Regions from separate parts of the Macaca mulatta genome. Here all the other regions are linked to region 1. The links are chromatin contacts, called in public Hi-C maps. All regions are on one chromosome and are shown on one strand. The core of a region is the stretch at or near the end of the contact, and the rest is flanking DNA. Distances in the headings are between cores, read along the strand shown. Region 1 holds the start of CDK6 (cyclin dependent kinase 6). Region 2 overlaps CDK6 (cyclin dependent kinase 6). Region 3 overlaps CDK6 (cyclin dependent kinase 6).

What was found. A called contact is a pair of places that touch in the nucleus more often than the background predicts.
Region 2: a Hi-C map of liver shows a contact between it and region 1, with 4 times the contacts expected there. The contact joins the enhancer-like site here to the promoter of CDK6 in region 1. A contact is called at or near these places in 6 of 14 Hi-C or Micro-C datasets (blood, fetal cortex germinal zone, fetal cortical plate and 2 more).
Region 3: a Hi-C map of fibroblasts shows a contact between it and region 1, with 1.9 times the contacts expected there. The contact joins the enhancer-like site here to the promoter of CDK6 in region 1. A contact is called at or near these places in 6 of 14 Hi-C or Micro-C datasets (CD4 T cells, blood, cortical neurons and 3 more).

The regions. Positions count from the first base shown.
Region 1 is chr3:126,535,031-126,538,591 of T2T-MMU8v2.0, forward strand. It overlaps CDK6 (cyclin dependent kinase 6), which reads left to right and starts at 1,486. Exons shown (of 8, transcript NM_001261307.1): 1 at 1,486-1,611.
Region 2 is chr3:126,675,119-126,678,557 of T2T-MMU8v2.0, forward strand. The region is part of intron 4 of CDK6 (cyclin dependent kinase 6); the gene reads left to right. The region is part of intron 1 of LOC144339894 (a long non-coding RNA gene); the gene reads right to left. Among named protein-coding and RNA genes, the nearest start is that of FAM133B, 110 kb to the right of the region's middle. Within about 2 kb of position 1,658, at least 10 of the 40 cell types and tissues checked have an H3K27ac peak or open chromatin away from gene starts, as enhancers often do.
Region 3 is chr3:126,743,192-126,746,764 of T2T-MMU8v2.0, forward strand. The region is part of intron 5 of CDK6 (cyclin dependent kinase 6); the gene reads left to right. Among named protein-coding and RNA genes, the nearest start is that of FAM133B, 46 kb to the right of the region's middle. Within about 2 kb of position 2,205, at least 14 of the 40 cell types and tissues checked have an H3K27ac peak or open chromatin away from gene starts, as enhancers often do.

The sequences.
Region 1 (3,561 bases), core at 236-2,735:
TATGTGCTACTGGAAATGCATCAATTTTTTATTTCCCTAGCCTTACCTTATACTATAATATAGAATCAATTTTATAAAGGCAAAAATTTGATTTACTATGAGATCAGTAACATGGTTTTAAAGTCAAAAGATTTATAGAAGTAGTATGTCCAATTCAAACAGAATTTTGCCGGGTTTTAATTTTTCTACAAAGCACTGAAGTAAATAATTTTGTGAAAAGTTTTTCTTTAATATGTTTTAAAGGGTTTCAAGTATTCTACAGATAGAGATTTTGGGGAGAACACCAAATTCTTTCCAAAAAGACAGCTATTTCAAGTTTTCTTTTACTCCATTGTAGAAGGTTTTAAAGACTTTTTTTCTCCAAAAGCTCATTTTCACCTGAAATAATTGTATTCAAGGGTTTCTCAGCAGGTAAAGTATACATTCTTACAAGGTTTCAAATTTCAGATTTCCAATAATGCATTTAAACTGAGCACTCCTCTTTCTGTGTATGTATCTATTATCTGCAGTTCTATTATTTACACTAAATTTTAGTCTTTTTAGCTCCTCTGAAATACGTTAGTGAACCCTCAGCAGTTACTAACCACTTAATAATTGTGAACCCGCCAGCCCCTTCAAGTAGATCGTTAACCATAAGAGTGCCTGACAATTTCCAAACCATACCCTCTGTCTAAAAGGAAAAGATAGGGCTTTGTGAGGCAGAAAGGAAGCGAAGGAAAACAAAACAAATGTAGCTCATGCTGAAAGTGAAAAGTGCTTGAACAGATTAGTATTTTCTTTTCTGCAAGGCATCCTGCCAAACTTTTTCTTTATTTTTTTAAGAGAAGAGTTATTTTTTGGTCTGATTTTTCAGTTTCTTGGAAAGTATTGGTATTTACCACCCCCATCGGCCCTTCATAATTATTGTTAGTTGTTTTGTGTTTTTCCCATCCGTCCACGTCACACAGTGAGGATACCCCCTGCTTCACCCTGTCAAAACCCCAACTCTGGGCGACCCTGGGTTTGGAAACTCCGCCGACTCCCGACGACACGTCCCACTCTCTCCCACTAACGCCGCTTATTTTAGTCGCAGGATCCCCCTACTACAGTTTCAGTGAAAGCCGGAAATTTTCATTTAACTCCCCTGCCCCCCCAACCCCCCCGCCCCGCGCCTTTCTAGCCCCCGACTCGTAGAAGGGAGCTAGGGAGCCCGGAGCTCGGAGCACTGCCGGGGCTTGGCCGCCTCCTTTCTCTCCGGAAGGCTTTAATTTGCACACTTTCTTGCCACTGCGCCACGAGCCCCCAGCCTCGCCGCTGGGTGGGTCTCCGGCAGAGTTGGCTTCTCGGGTCCCTGCCCCCACCCCGCGCGGTCGCCCCCGCTGCCTCCCTGGCTGGGGCCCCCAGCGCCGGCCAGAGCCCCGCGGCCCCCGTCCGCCCCCAGCTAGCGGCGCGGGCGGCGCCCTCCGCCTTCCCTCCGCCCTCCGCCGCTGTGCCCACCCCCTCGCCGGAGAGAGTGCTGGTAACTCCTTCCCCAGAGTCTGATTACCTGCTCCGCGAGGCCGCGGACACGTGCGGAGAGCCGACTGACACTCGCAGCCCCCTCAGGAGGCCCGACGCGACTGGGCCCCTCAGGTGAGGAGCTGTGCGCTCGGGTGGGTGGGCTGCGGGGTGGGGGGTCCCTGGGGAGATATGGGGGATTGGCCGGGGTCCGAGGCAGAACTGTGGGTGGGGTAAGTGGAGGCTGGCGGGGGGTGGGGGGGACCTGTGTTTCCCTGGAATCGGCTTTGGTTAACCCCTTACGAACTGAGACGGCGTTGGTTATGGGGGCCAGTTTTGGGGAGCTAGAGGATTCTAATCTGACGAGAGGGGGAGATCCTACGCTAGGGACACCCGCGACACCGAGATCCTGCTTCCACGTACCCGTGCGCACACACACTCACACAGAACACTCCTCATCCAGTTTCTCCAAACGGAACTGGAACTCTACTCGGACATTCACATAATAATTCACATTTAGGGTTCAAAATGCACTGCCTCTAGGGACTCCATGCTGGAGAATGTGCTTGCATTTCCCCCACGAAAACTCCCTCGCCAGCTCGCTGAGGTGTGGGTGTGGGCTCCACCTTCCCCTCCACGAGATAAATGTTAACGCAGGCTTCCTGCGGGCGTGTTATGCACAGAAGAGTGCACGCAGCCGGCCGGTGCCCAGGCTTGGAGCCCCACGAAGACGCACGTTTGCTTTAGTTTCCAAGTTTACTTTTATCATTTAAAATATTGGAGTTAAACACACGCCCCGTGGTGAGCAGCCCTTGTCCCCGCAGGGCGCCCGTCCGTGTGCATATGGGCGCATCTGCGTGTGCGCACACGCGGGAGTCGCGGTCCCCGGTGTGGCCTCTTGTTGCCGTGCTGGTGGCGACCCTTGTGGTGCTTGGCAGGCTTCGGGAGAGGCGCATGAAGGATTTCATTGAGTGTGAAGACAGAGAGCAGAGACAGAAAGCAGAAGGAGGCGGCTGCAGCCTTTGTAGTCGCGGAGGAATGCGGAAATGTTGAAGCACTATGTCAAACTTTTTTTGAAATGGGGTCAAGTCACATTCAGCCAGCGTGGGAAAGCAACAACAACAACAAAAAAAAAGTGGAGGAGAGGGGGGGAAAAGGCATTGCTGCTCCCGTTTCTCTCCGCCGAAGCCGACCGTCTGGGGGGCGAGTGGGGGGAGAGTCAGGGTAGTGCGGGGCCCGGCGGGGGCAGCAGGCGAAGTTCCCTGCGGGGGTGGGACGTCCCCGACGCTTCCTTCGCTGCGGAGCCCGGGGCTAGACTCGAGCGGGAGGGGGATGGGGGGACGCAGGAGAGGCGGGTTGGGCGGCCGGCGGCGGCTCCCCGGCTACCTGTGTGGCCCTCGACCTGGCTCAGACGCCCGGGCAGTCCTTGGGGGCTCTTTCCTCGGCTTTTAAGGAAAGTTCTGAATGGAGTGAGTGCCAGAAGCACTGCTTTCGCCGCGGTCCGCTCCACGCGCTCATCGTGGGGGTCGCGCCGTTTGTTTAATTCCTGGCAAAAGGCGAGCGGGGCAGCGGTTGCGAGGCAGGTAATTCCGAGGTGCCCCGGGAATTCCGGACACGCGGCCAGCGTGGTGAAAGTCCTGCCGAGGCCGCGGCGGCCGTGGGGGAGGGAGGCTCCCTAGGTCCCAGATAGCTGCTGAATGGGGAGGGAAAGTTAGGGTACCCTTCTCCGGCGCTTTGTTATGCAGAGGGCTCCGGGGGCGTCCGGCTGCAGCCTGGACCCGGCCTTTAGCCGGAGAGGGAATGGGGCAGCCACCTCCGCTACCTACAGCGGGGTGGTCCTGGGAGTGGGAAAAGGTTCGCGAGTCCGGGCCCCGAGGGCAGAGACCTTGTTTCTCACCCCTGGAGGCGCAGGGTTTAACCCCCCACCCCCCACCCTTTGAAAGAGAGGTTGAGTTTTGCTCAGGTCGAAATCAATTTAAAACTTCAGGACGAGGCGCGATTAAGCTATCCTCTTCCTGAAATTATTCTTTAAGAAGACGACAAGCGAAATTGTGACGAACACCCCTTTCTCCCACCCTTGGGATC
Region 2 (3,439 bases), core at 408-2,907, 140 kb after region 1:
GTGGAGTTGACGTGTATATAACATTTGCTGATAGCTAAAGTTTATAGAGTCAGGCACCTGCAGAGTACTTTATGTACCTTAAACCATATAATTCTCCAGTTGCCCTGTTAAGCAGGTACTATGATTCTCCATCTTGCAGGTGAGGAAACAGAGGCATGGAGAGGTTAAGCTATTTAGCCAAGGTGATGTAGCTCATGAAAGAGGAGACAGGATTTGAACCCAGGCTTTTAAATTATATACCTCTACCTCACACCGAGCGTATGCAATTGGTAAGTTACTTGTCTGCCTCCTCTGCTCAACTGTGAGCTTTTGAGAACAGATACGATGTCTTCAGTCATCTATGTGTCATCTTTGCAACTGAGATCCAGTGCTTGTCACCTAGTAGGCACATTTGTATATGTATGAATGAATTGTCGATGTGACGTTGTAAATGTCTCATAAATCTCATGAGAAGTGCTACTAAGAATATGTGAGAGTAGTACAGGTATATCTGTATTTCACCCACCATGTGTATTGTCCATGAGGATATAAAATAAGTAAAAATTACGTTACTGCCTTTGAGGAGAATTTGGTTTAGCAGAAAAATTTAAATAGTTGAAAGAACTTAAATATGGAGCTTTTAAAAGCCATTCTGATTCCTGTTACCAAGGGGCATTATTAGTATTTATAGAAATCAACTTATCTTTTTAAAGGTTCATCATGTGCTAATAGCTAACAGCATCAACAGTTTAATTATTGACTTAATCAAGGTCTAGAGTAGAGGACTTCCTAGTACTTTGAGAACTCCTGGTCACTTTTCATGCCAGCCTTTGCTTTAAAAGGGATCCTAAAATGTGAAAGCTTTCTGTCTCTCTGATAGTGAACTAATTTATCAGTTAAAAATTTATCAACCCGGTTGAAGTTGGCAAGAAGATGATTCATCTTACATACATCAGATTCATGCAAAAGAAACATGTCAGTTACTATTTTAAATGCAAAAATAATATGCTTAAAATATAGGTATGGGCATACTGTGGTTTCTGGAATTGTCTTCCTGGAGAATCACTGAGACATGGTCTCTGATGTTCTTTATAATAGTAGCATGCTTATTTCATAAGCCAGAGCCCATATAGGAAAAAGCCTTTTTTCCACCATGCAAAGGCTTATAACTGAATGAGAAAAAAATTAATTAATTACATGAATATTAAGAGGTTACTTATCTATTATAACATTGGGCCACAAGTTGACTAATTAAAAGGAATGCAGGTTGGAAAGCTGCCACAAATCTGCTCCTTTCATTTAGAGGGCCACAGGCTGAAGCCAGTGATTGTGCGTGACAGACTCTGGGAACAATGGTGCAGTGCACAGACCGTCCAGATGAAGCATGCTCGTCTGAATTACACCGACGACAGGGTGGCCTACAGGCAGACAAAATGGTTAAACAATACATAATCAAGTTTTTATTTGGTATTTCCTGCGAGGCTGTACCAGTTGCCAGGGAGCGTACTGTATTTTTTTCTTCGGCTGTATTAATTGTTGACCATAGTTGGCAGATCCCCAAACAGGGACAGATAAGGGGGAAAATGGCATCTGGACATTAAAGCCTCAAGTGTACTGGGGGGAAAAAAAAGCACAAAAAATTACAGCATATATCAGGAATTTTCCAACTAACGATGTGCGGATGTGGTAGCGCGAGGGAAAAAGAGCCAAACTGAGCTTGCTTTGTTCACTAAGAGAGGCCCCCCTGTAACATTCCTTTTAGCTGTGCATATTTTGGCTTCATTTGTACAGTTTTAACTTTATACTGTGTGTGGAGGAGTTCAGTTGTAACTGGTGGTGCCTAATAATTCTATTGCAATAATTAAAGTTCATGGAGAGCTCTTAGGTTATTAGTTACATAGAAGCTGCTTCAAAAACCCGGAGTCTGAGCTGAAAACTTTTTAAGTGACATGTCATTACTATAAAAGATGGCAACAATTATTTTCTTCGATTTCACAGCAGTTTGTTTTGTTTTTTTTTAAGACAAGATTCATTTATGGAGACAAATAAGAAACAACATCTTAAAAGCTTCAGGTAGGAGTGAGGGGCCCAGACTGGGAATGAAGAGAATGTGGATCCTGTAACGTGTGAATAAAACATTTTCCAACTGGCTTCTAAAACATGAAAATTTGTGATAGCATAGTTTCATCTGCTGCTTTTAGATTTCATTTAAAATGTGAAATTAATATGTAAATGTTAGTAAATCTATTGCAGAAACCGAGTATTGCAGCTTCTCAACCTCTGATAGAAGTCATATGTGACTTAATTCAGTAATACGATGAAAAATCTCCAACTGAACACAACTTCCTTCTTAAAAGATTGACATGCCTTAGAGTCCCCAATAAAATAGTAATTGCAATGTACACCAATTGGTTAGAGCTGTGAAATATGTTTCCCGGGGGCTTCTCTGCAGTGGTAGAGGGCCGTCTGCCTGCATGGTTGTCATGCTCAGTGGTTACTTGCAGACTCTTTAGTTAGACCTGGGTTTGGATTCTATCTCTGACAGGTGGCTAGTTGTGGGACTACTGTAGTTATTAACATGTTTGAATATCAGTATCTTACCTAAAATATGGGTAAAATATTCTGTGCCTATGTCACAAGTTTTTATGTTTAAATAATATAAAATGTGTGAAATCCTTAATGAAGTGCCAGGCATATATGGAAGACCCTTGATAAACTTCAGCTGTTTTTCTTCGGCTACGTCTTCTCTGTTGTGCAGCTCTGGGGTTTCTTTGAGCTTCTCAAAACATTCCTTCTAGTCAGTTTCTGCATTAGAGTAGAATATATTTACTTAATCACCATTGACTTCCACAATAGATAACACAGAACAGGTTGTTTGTCTGTAATGAAAGCCAGGCCAATAGTTATGATTACTATTAAGCATTCTTCGAGAAGCTGAAATGTTATTAACTGTTTTCAGAAGCACAATTATTAAGAGCCAGTTATTAGTCCTGAAAAATAGTTGTCTCAAATATCATCATTCTTCCTGAGAAGACTTCCAACTACAGTATACATGTACTTTATGACATTATAGATGGCTGCCTGGTAATGTAGAGGCCAGGCTTCGTCTCCAAATGTGAAGAGAAGATTCTCTGTCTCATTCCTGTCTCATATTTGATTGGATGATTTTAGTAAGGCTTAATGACTTTTTTGCCAATCGGTTAAATTTTCTGATGTATGTTGCTTTTCATTTTCTTCTCCAGAAATCTTAACCCTCTTGAAGACAGGAAATGTGTTAGGAGTTCATAGACTCTGAATATTAGAATTGCACAATTCATCACCCCAGGATTCCATATGCTGTCCATTCAATAAAGGGGTGACAATGTTAGTGATGATCAATGTTTAGATGGCAAACATCTTTAAATCCACAAAATTTCTCATAGACCAAAGCATTTGTTCTAGTCCCTAACATATCGAACCA
Region 3 (3,573 bases), core at 955-3,454, 210 kb after region 1:
ATTGTTTTGTGTTATTTTCATCCGTGATATGAAGTACGACAGAAGCTGTGATATCTGTTTTTTTTACAGATGAGCAGAGATTAAGTGGCCTGCCTGCACTCTGGGATTTATTTGTTAATCAGTTACAGAGCCAGCATTAAGAGCTGGATCTTCTGTCTCCTGGTCTATACTCCTTTCCATAACATGTGGTAAAGTGCTTCTCTCTTGTTCTAAAGAAATCTCTACAGGGGACCCAACACTGCCCTGATCTAGAAACAGCATTGTTACCTGACACGCTGGTTTGCCAGGATGACCATTCTTAAGTGTTTTAGGGAGCTAGGATTAATCTTTTTTTCCCAAGAGGAAGTAGCAATAAACTGTGCACCAAAAATAACGCTTCAGCTGCTAAATTCTGCTTAGTAGGTGGTTTCCCAAGGATGATCCAATGCAATGAGTCATCCCTCTGAGCACTTACTGCACATTATTTCTTTTTACTAATCTTCGGTGCTTTTGGTTGCATGTTTTTTAACCTTTAGAGCCCTCCTGGGAGGTTCAGAGTCTTCTCACTATGAATATAAAACAGACTCTACTACATCCCCCCACATGTCCCTCTTGTCCTTTGCTTCCTGCACTTTTCAAATCTAAGACAATCCCTCACTCAGGAGAATAGTCAGGATCATGTCCAAAGGTAAAAGATCAGCAGTAAGTTTCTCCAGAGTTAGCAGCAGCTCCATCTCATTCCCAGTATAAAAACCAAAAATGTAGATGGATGTAAATCAATGTGTGGAACTTGTATCAAGAAAACTATAAAACTTGATTGATAGACATAAAAATGACTTACCTAGATATAGAGAATATTTGATTATTAGAAAGATACTAAATATTCCATTTTCCTGAACAAGAGGATTGAATGGTTGTAAGGATATAAAATCTTTCCAAATTAATTCATAGGTTTATGCAACTCCAGTCAGAATTCCAGTGGAATTTCCTGAAATGCATTTGGAAAAGTTAAACTGGTGAAAATAGCCAAGAATTTTTTGTTACAAAAAAAAAAAAGTTATGAAGAGAAACTCCTGCTACCAAGCACTAAAATACATTATACAATTACAATAATAAAAATAATGTGGTACCAGCAGAAGTGACAGACATTAATGGAACAGAATAGAGAATGAGACTTGAAACCCTAATTTAGGAAGTGATGCAACTTATCATAAATCACAAATCCGGGAGGACAGAACGGCATATGCAACAAATGAGAATAGGGTAATTGGTCAATTTCATGGGGGAAAAATGGTAACCTGATTAGATTATCACTATTCCTTACCACAGAACAAATGACAGATGGCTTAAAGAGTTAAATATTAAAAGTGAAACCATAAAAGAATAAAGAAACTGTGAGAAGTATTTGTGACCCTGGAATGGAGATATATTTTCAAAGCATTAAAAAGTCACAAACAAAAATACTAATATATTTGATTATATAAAAACTGAAAACTTTTGTTCATCAGAAAATAAAAACACTGCCAAGTTAAAAAGCACATGATAGTCTTGGAGAAAATGAATGAATATGACAAAGGTGTAATATCCTTAATGAATAAAAGAGCTCTTAAAATTAATTGGGAAGCCACTAGCACACCCCACTGTAGCTACACTACATTCCTATCACAGTCTGTACATATCACAGTGCTAAATCATTTTATACTCATAATATAGTTCAGATGACACAGACAGTATTAGAAATTCAGATCTTATTTTCCATTCACATATTCTTTGTCCAAAGGCAGTTTAAGGAAACTAACACATTACATGATGCTATAAATACTTCAGAACAGTTTGTCCACATTGACACTTCCATTTCCTAAAATGAAACCCTCGCTGGCCCACAGAGGGAGAAAAAAAAAGGCTAGCTTTGTTAACCAGTTTTATTTCAACAAGCACATCCACATGGTAAGAACTTCCTCTGATGAGTCATCCACAGTTGTCAAACACCAACTTTCCTTTGTTTGGCCCATGCAGAAATCAGGTCTGTGGAAGCACAGCTCCAGAGTCTGAATCATTTAATTGTGTTTTATTCATATCTGAATTTGCATCTGTCACAAACCCAATGTATCCACCGTGAAAAATTGCATCCTTCAAATATTACTGAACAAAAAATCCCTATTCAAATAGGTCTGTTCTGTCTAGATTGCCTGTGAAATTTCTGAGGAATGTTGTGGGCTCTGTTTCCTGTACCAAATTGTTGAGTTATCACACATCATTGGATTCTACCCAAAGTGTGCTGGATAGGCATATTATATTCAGACAGGATACCAGTTGTCTTTACCATTCATAAAGGAAAAAGAAAAGATTACTCCTGCTCCCTGTCATAAGATATAAACTAAGAGGTAGGTGAAAAATGTGTGTGTACCCATAGTTTTTTTAATGTGTCCTTGATTCTTGTCTTCACCAAGGTTTGAGTTTTATTCAGTCATAGCTTTGTTATGCACTTTCTTGTTACCCTATACTTGTTCAAAACTAAGGACTATAGTCAAGACTCAGATCCTGCCCTGGGATATGGTGCCATCTTAGCTTGTTTGGAAAAAAAAAATCTTTAGAGATACCATCATATCCATTTGTATATAAAAAGAGAAAAGAATGGAAGCGATGCTGTGTATTTTATTTTCATCTATTTACTCTATTTTCCAAATTTTCTACAATGTATATGTATTTTATAATCAAAATAATCTGTTACTTTTTAAATTTTTTATTTTGAATTTTTGTGGCTACATAGTAGATATATATGGTGTATATGAGATGTTTTAATGCAGGCATGCAATCATTTGCTATTTTTGACAGTACCCATGATGTATCATTCAGCATATAAATTCAGTAAATAAGCTTTTTGAAAAAGTTAAACTTGCTGTTGGGCCAGTAAAATTTTATTCTGATAAAATAAATGCTAGCTTTTGTTGATTAATCATCACACTAAACTCTCAATACTAGACACTGGTAGACAACATCACTGACATTCAAGGGCCAGAGCCCTTATTTATATGTTGAGCACATTATAATTTTTTAAGGAAAAAATGAGAAAATCAGTCTTTCAGTGTTTGGACTATTTTTAACCAATGATTGAATCCAATTTGAGAATATTTTTAGATCATTTGTAATGCTCTATGACTGATACTTTTGGTTCCATTTTGAGCAAACCTTCTTTTTTTTAAAGAAGCCACTTCAGCCAACAGACACTTCCATTTCAGAAAAATGTCTAGTGATTATTTTCCCCCAAAGGCAACGTGAAAACCTTCAGCCTCAGAAAAATGTCATTTTGTTGACATCCGGCTGATGTCAATATTAGAGTTTTTGCAAGAGAAAGGTGTGTGAGCATAGAGGTGACGATAATTATATACTCAAAGATGCACCCACAACAGAGCCCATAAGACTGCCTTTGGCAAAAAAATGTTGTGTTGAAGACAAAACCAGTGGATTCAGAGGTTAAAAGTAAGAAGTGGTTTTGAGAGCCACATTTTGGTTACCATAATGTATGTAGTATGTGCTGTTGAAATGTCTCTATTAGACAGACTTACTTTTGTATTTTCTAATTTTTATTCCTTG